Regions from separate parts of the Mus musculus genome. Here region 2 is linked to region 1. A link is a contact called in public Hi-C data. All regions are on one chromosome and are shown on one strand. The core of a region is the stretch at or near the end of the contact, and the rest is flanking DNA. Distances in the headings are between cores, read along the strand shown.

Evidence for each region. Hi-C and Micro-C count contacts between places; a contact is called where the count stands out from the background.
Region 2: a contact with region 1 is called in a Hi-C map of cortical neurons, with 1.8 times the contacts expected there. The contact joins two enhancer-like sites. A contact is called at or near these places in 1 of 484 Hi-C or Micro-C datasets (cortical neurons) and 1 of 115 datasets of contacts at active chromatin or transcription factors (a beta-TC-6 cell line).

Annotation. Positions count from the first base shown.
Region 1 is chr5:44,536,352-44,539,940 of GRCm38.p6, forward strand. The region is part of intron 3 of Ldb2 (LIM domain binding 2); the gene reads right to left. Among named protein-coding and RNA genes, the nearest start is that of Gm40297, 110 kb to the left of the region's middle. Within about 2 kb of position 1,865, at least 56 of the 459 cell types and tissues checked have an H3K27ac peak or open chromatin away from gene starts, as enhancers often do. A contact at or near this core is called in cortical neurons, where this site is marked.
Region 2 is chr5:45,061,039-45,064,486 of GRCm38.p6, forward strand. The region is part of intron 5 of D5Ertd615e (DNA segment, Chr 5, ERATO Doi 615, expressed); the gene reads right to left. Among named protein-coding and RNA genes, the nearest start is that of 4930431F12Rik, 97 kb to the left of the region's middle. Within about 2 kb of position 1,628, at least 6 of the 459 cell types and tissues checked have an H3K27ac peak or open chromatin away from gene starts, as enhancers often do. A contact at or near this core is called in cortical neurons, where this site is marked.

The sequences.
Region 1 (3,589 bases), core at 615-3,114:
CAAGAAATATCTCTGGGAATGACAGGGGCTTTGGCCTTTAGACTCCATACGTTTTCTCCTTTTTACTATGCTGAGTCTTTGCTCAGACTTTCTGGGAGAAAGATTTCCTAGTTAACACAGATATGCAAACTTCTGAAAGAATGTGTAAAGGCTAATCTGTAAAGCTGTAGTCCAGGAAGATAGTGGTTAACAGCTTACATCAAGTTATCCTGAGATGTGGTTAATGATTCTCCTCTTGGGAGAATACAAACTATGCCATTTGGGAAGTTCTAACTGTCACAGGCAATGGTCGGGGGCGTTCCATGTACTCTGATGAGACATTTCAGAAGTTGTGGGGAAGAATCAGTATAGAAGGCTTAATCAGGCTCTGCTGAAAAAAAGTACACTTGCCATCTTCATTTTATCAAAGATCTGTTGGATGTAATGAGATAATTATTGATAATCTGGGTGAAGACCTCAACCTCAGAAGCAATTAGCAGAACTTCTGAGTAAGTTTGGACATGTGGGCTCCATGCCCTAAAACTCTGAGAGGGGTTGTCTGCTGAGCATGGTTTCTGGCAGCTTAGCTATGAGTGTTAGTGAGTAGAAAGGCAGATGTCGCCAATGTCCCCAAACCATTCTCCCAAACACATCTCGAGCACTGGAATTAATTTACCAAGGTTCTCAAAGAAGTATCATGCAGATTAAACCAAATCCCTACCTCCACTTCAGGGTGTTAATTTCATACAAGTCACCTGCAGTGACAACTTTCACAGAAGGGAGGGTCACAAGTAAACTATCTATGGGAAAAACATATCCATAGGCTATAATATTTTCTTTATTTTTTTAAGAGATGGGATTATTAGATAGTTAAACAAATATATTAGCCTGGTTTAATATCAGGGTCATTTATTGTTACTATTATTGTTGTTCTTGCTGCTGCTGCTGCTATTATCATCTATTTGTTTTCTGTCTGTAAACCACAGGATCAGGGTAGAAAAAGGCTCTGGTCTGCTTCAGCTAGATCCAAGTTTTATGATGAGAGGGAAAGTGTGTAATCCTTCTGAAGTCTGCTCAGTGGGAGCATCTGCAGGGCCAAGGTTAGGTGCTTCCTTCCTTCACTCTGTCATAGCAAACTGGTTGGGACTTCTCTTACAGACAAACCGCGTCAGGCCAACAAAATGGAAAATTGCCACAAGTCACGGGCTCCCTTTGGAGTCAAATGGGCTCACTGTATCCAGGGAGTACTATGTATAAAATGGGAATTCTTAGAACTGTTTCCCAGTTGACTACAACAGATTTTTTTTTTAAAGTAAGTTAAATGATATCCAAAAATGAAAGATGCAAGAGAATTTTGGTCGGTGTTCTTCCCCCCTCCCAAATGATTATACATATAGCATTATCCCAAGACTCCGGGAGACTCCCCTTCTCTAATGGAAGCTAAATGAAATCCAAAGCTTTGTGGTTTGTTTTCTATGCAACCACCAAGAACCATAACAGAGGTACATATGGAAGAGTGTATGTCTCCTTTGTTAGGAAATATAAAAAAATAAGCATAGCTAATAAAGTAAAAGTAATGTTTTCTCACTTCAAAAAATATCTGTAGATTCTTATTAATCAATAGAGTTAATGCAGCTTTTATCTAAAGTTGGTCTTTAAAGGAAAAAAATATCCTGCTTTTCTGTTGGAATCCAAAAATCAAAAAGGGTCCCCAATTAAGAAAACATTTTCTGTTGTGCTGAATTCATGTTACCGTACTGTGAGCTCTGACATTTTGTTTCTGTGGTAACCAAAATCAGCTGATTAGTTGGCATGGCAACAGAAAAGATGTAATCCCAGCAGACACACTCTAATCAATGCCCCCAGCACAGATGGTCTCCGGAGGATCAACAAGAAAGAGGCTGGCAGGCATTCAGTTGATCACGTGCTAGCTTGAGACTCGGCCAGGAATGAGAAAAGTAAAAAAGAACATTTCTCCAACTACCCGGTAGCTTTTTAACCCTTCTCTCTCTCTAGCTAATGAAGTAATACTGATCACACTGTCCTATGATTCAACAGCTCTCATAGAGCAATGTGTATATTTTTTAATAGGTGGGAATATTTAGTTTTGTATCTTTATATATGAACAACAGCGTGAGTCTAATAGAGAATTTAGAATACTATCTAAATTCTAAAAAGCTCTCTGAATTTTACCTAGAGATATCACATATGTAAATTTTATTTGGGGGACATAATACTTAATTAGGGGGATATGATCTTTGACATAAGAAATTTTAGATTGTAGTGTGATACACAGGGAAAAGTCAGAATGGGAAACAACTGTGAAGAAAATCAAGTGAGAAGTGTTCACTTAGAGGACACTTAGTTAATGTGCTTCCAGGTTATATTTGTCTCAGGAGTAAATGATTTCATGATAAATAACTGAGAAGAGAAAAAAAATCCAAAAACTCATGTTTGCAGAAGTGATGCAGGTATCCAACAGGGGTTGTACCTATTGTTTTACTTTGCAAAAGCCAAGAATTTACATTTACAGTGGCTCTCTCAGGATCTCCCGATGTTCACATGTTCACATCCTTGACAATAACTCAAGGGGCTTTGACTCTGAAACTCTCCCGGCATGCTCTTCTGATTATTAAGCCTTGTTTTTCTATTTGATTTGAAATTGAAAACATAAAAGAAAGGCTTTATTATGTGCATTTAAAAATTCTAATTACATATTTATCCTTAATCTATAATGTTCCTGGTATCAGGAAATTGCAAAATGCTCACTATACCCCTGAGGGATATTTAATATCTCTGTTGATTAGGAATGTGGCTGATTTCCGATTCGCTAGTTGACCAAATTTTCATAAAAGCAACTCAGAGCCATTGGGTCAAATGCTATTTGGGGAGAAACAGTTTAGTGGTCGTCTAAATTAGAACAATGTAAGCTGCAGACACATAATGTGCTAAAAATCCTCCAGGAGTAGGACCAGAATGCCAGCTCAGGTTTTACAATTCTCTTTCTTTGTGGCACCAGGAAGCTTACTTTTTGTTTAAAATAGCCATAGTGTTTGATTACACAAGGCTAAGTTATTTTTAATTAACATAAGAACAGAAGGAAATTAGAGTAGCATAGTGAACATCAAGGGTGGAAGGAGGGAGGGAGGGACAGGCAGAGGGAGAGAGAGAGAGAGAAGAAAAATGAATCCTTCGAATCCTATCAAATTTCCTAAAAATAAATGTGCATAATTAGCATCTGGATTAAGTCGCTATAATGAAACTACATGTCCTAGAAAGAGATATTTTTCATCAGAGTATTGAAATATTTATTACAGGAGTAGGCAAATAGTCCATTCTGCCTTGGAGCAAAATGACATAGGTGGTCCAAATAATTGATGCTCTCAGAGCCAAGGGAGCTATGTTCAGCTCTTTCTAGTGATTGCCTTGTTTTCCTGGAAAGAAAGAAAGAAAACCAAAACATACACACATAACAAACAAACAAACAAACAAACAAACAAACAAACAGCACACTGGGGAGCAGAGGGAACATTCCAGATAAAATGAAGCCAAGAAGCAAACCTCTGTGTCTTAACTAAGATGAGAAAAGCACTTCATGCCTTGTGGATTC
Region 2 (3,448 bases), core at 378-2,877, 520 kb after region 1:
TTGCTCCAAGAACCTTAACATCCATATCCCTGCCCATCTATACAGTAATCTGAGGACTTGGACTCATGGGTATGATTCTCAATGTTTGCCAGATGAACTGAACTTTGAATAATCTTTCTCTGTCTGCCTTCCCTATCCCCTCCTATCTGTTTGCATGCTTTGCACATGCAACCAGTATTCACGGTGCTGTTACAAGCCTCTGTACCTCTTCTGTAACTGACCTTTCAGTAATGTTTGGTCCTGTTTGAACTTTGTGTTTAAATCTTCAATGAAAATATTTTATCCTACCATTTTCCCCTCTGGGGTGTTATGTTCCCTTGGGTGATGTTCTATTTTTCTTAATTCTCTCATCGTTGGGCCTATTCATTGTATATTGAATTCTCATTAACTGGGCTGTGCAACCCCTAAAAACACTTGCTCAGGATTGCTTCCTGTTCTTGTGTTGTCTTCTTGATTGGATATCCTATCTGCATTTTGAATCTTTTCTTTATTTTTTTCCTATAATTTATTTGTAGACTGGCCATGCTTCATTGCACCCCCCCCCCCCACTCTGACTGACTAGGACAGAACAACTCTTGGGTTAGTCTGGACAGAACAACTCTTAGCTCAGACAGTCATGGTCATTGTTTTCATCAAAGACATCCTCTGAAGGAAGCTACTGCATATATATATATATGCATTGCTAGGATTTCTGGTGACATCTCTTACTTCTAAGGGGTTGTCACATGTCCTCTTCTTTGCACCTTACAACCAGTATTCACTGTGCTGACATAAACACAGTGGTTGCAAGAACACCCCAGACTTCTTCCTTCATCATGAATTCCTGTTACTGGACTTGGTTGATTTGCTTTAGCTGTTGGCTTTGCTGGACACACATGATGGGTGCACAGGAGGATTCCATATGGTGAATTCTGATTCAATTCTGATTTCTATTTTCTGCTACCAGTCTGTTTTGAGTATACTCCAAAGATTAGTCAGTGTGCTGTTGGGGTAATTGTTGGTTTGTAGGGGACCATATATGCTAAAGAAGATTAGCATATATGGTCCCCTACTGCCCATATGGCCTGTTTCTTGTCCTCTTCTCAAATTAATCATAACCTAATATAAAATTTCTTCTTATTCTTTCTTCTTATCAGCCTCCATGCTAACCTAAGTTCTTTGTCTGAAGTTCTGCATGTTAAAATTATTCAGAAATACTTCTCTGAAATACACTGTCATGATGAAATTTATTATTTCTGAGAGAGAGAGAGAGAGAGAGAGAGAGAGAGAAATGGAAGGAAGCAGGAAAAAAGGAAGGAAGGAAGGAAGGAAGGAAGGAAGGAAGGAAGGAAGGAAGGAAGGGAGGGAGGGAGGGAGGGAGGGAGGGAGGGAAGGAGGGAGGAGGGAAGGAAGGAAGGAAGGAGAAGGAAGGAAAGAAGGAAGGAAGGAAGGAAGGAAGGAAGGAAGGAAGGAAGGAAGGAAGGAAGGAAGGAAGGAAAAAACCTGTTCACTTCAATTTTCTTCTTATTTTAAAGAAGGAAAAATTCACATCTGTTCAAGTTTTAACTCTGAACACTTTGCATAATCAGTTAGAAACCTTTTGTTAGCAGGCCAGATGGCTGCTGCACCCACCCCCCAAAAGGAAATTAAATATGTAGGCAGTGACAGCTCAAAGGAGGAATTAGAAACTCCTTTCTAAGAGAAAGGATCTCATCTAGAGGTATCCTGTAGGTCTGGTTCTCTGGCTGTACCGGCTGGTTTTGTGTCAACTTGGCACAGGCTGGAGTTATCACAGAGAAAGGAGCTGCAGTTGGGGAAGTGCCTCCACGAGATCCAGCTGCAAAGCATTTTCTCAATTAGTGATGGGGAGGGGTCCCCTTGTGGGTGGTGCCATCTCTGGGCCTTAGTTCTATAAGAGAGCAGGCTGAGCAAGCCACTGGAAGCAAGTGAGTAAAGAATATCCCTCCTTGGCCTCTGCATCAGCTCCTGCTTCCTGACCTGCTTGAGTTCCAGTCTGGTGATAAACAGCAATGTGGAAGTGTAAGCTGAATAAACCCTTTCCTCCCCAACTGCTTCTTGGTCATGATGTTTGTGTAGGAATAGAAACCCTGACTAAGACAGTGGCCAATGGTTTCCTACAACCGAAACCCTTTCCCAGCCAAAAGTCTTTCAGTACCTGGTCTTTAAATGATCTCCATAGGCAATAGAGAACAGAACCAACAGCCACAATGCCTTTCAGAAGAACAAGAAAGTCCATCCCCAAGAATGTAGGAGGATTGACTGCCCTTGCACCCTTGCAACCTGGTTTACCTGATGACACTTATGCATTCACGTTTAGCACCAGCCCCCATTTTTATAATCTATAGAGTCCAGGGTCCGGGAATATGCTGACATATATATGGATGTGTGTGTGTGTGTGTGTGTGTGTGTGTGTGTGTGTGTGGTTTCTACATCCAACTATTTTATGTACATATGCCCATAATTCAGAGACTTCATTAGTCATGGTTACCCAACCATTAATATTTTTTACTTGGATGATAGTGACCAACTCAGAACTGATCTACTGCTCCTAAGCCAGCATGCACACATGTGCACACACACACACACACACACACACACACACACACACAAACACATACTCATATACACTCAGAAATCAACCCTGCCTGTGTATGTAGAGTTGTCTCTACGAAAGAATATTCATAGTTCTACCCTATAAGGCCTTTTCATTTGGTTCTTGCTTATTTCTCCTACAGCCATCCACATGTACCTTTTCCCTTCAGTAAGCCCTATTATTTGTAGCTCCTTGAGTACACAGGCTATACCTGCTGTAGTTTGGGTGTACTTTGTCCCCTGTGTAGGGTTTGCTCTGCAAGGATTCATGTGCTAGAGTCTTGGCCTCATGTGTAACAATGTGGTTGTATATTTTGCATATGTATCAAAAGATGGCCTAGTGAGCCATCACTGGAAAGAGAGGCCCTTTGGACTTGCAAACTTTATATGCCCCAGTACAGGGGAACGCCAGGGCCAAAAAGGGGGAGTGGGTGGGTAGGGGATTGGGGGTGGGTGGGTATGGGGGACTTTTGGGATAGCATTGGAAATGTAAACGAGGAAAATACCTAATTTAAAAAAATTATCTATAAAAAAAAGAGAGAGAGAGATCAACGTGGTAAGGGGTTGAAGGTGGTTCATTGGTACTGCTGCCCTTAGAAGTTATTAAGTTCTCATGGGGCACTGGGGAGATGGTTTGGTCAATGAAGTGCCCATTTGCACTTGAGGGCTTAAGTTTGACTCCCCAGCAACAGTGCTAAAATAGGTCAGGCAAAGCAGTACAAGCCTGTAATCTGAGTGTGGAGGGATGAGCGAAGACAGAGGGATCACTAAAGATTTTTGGCCAATTAATTTAGCTAAATGAGTGAATTTAAGGCTCAGTGAGAAACTTTATCTCAAAGAATAATACGAAGAGTAA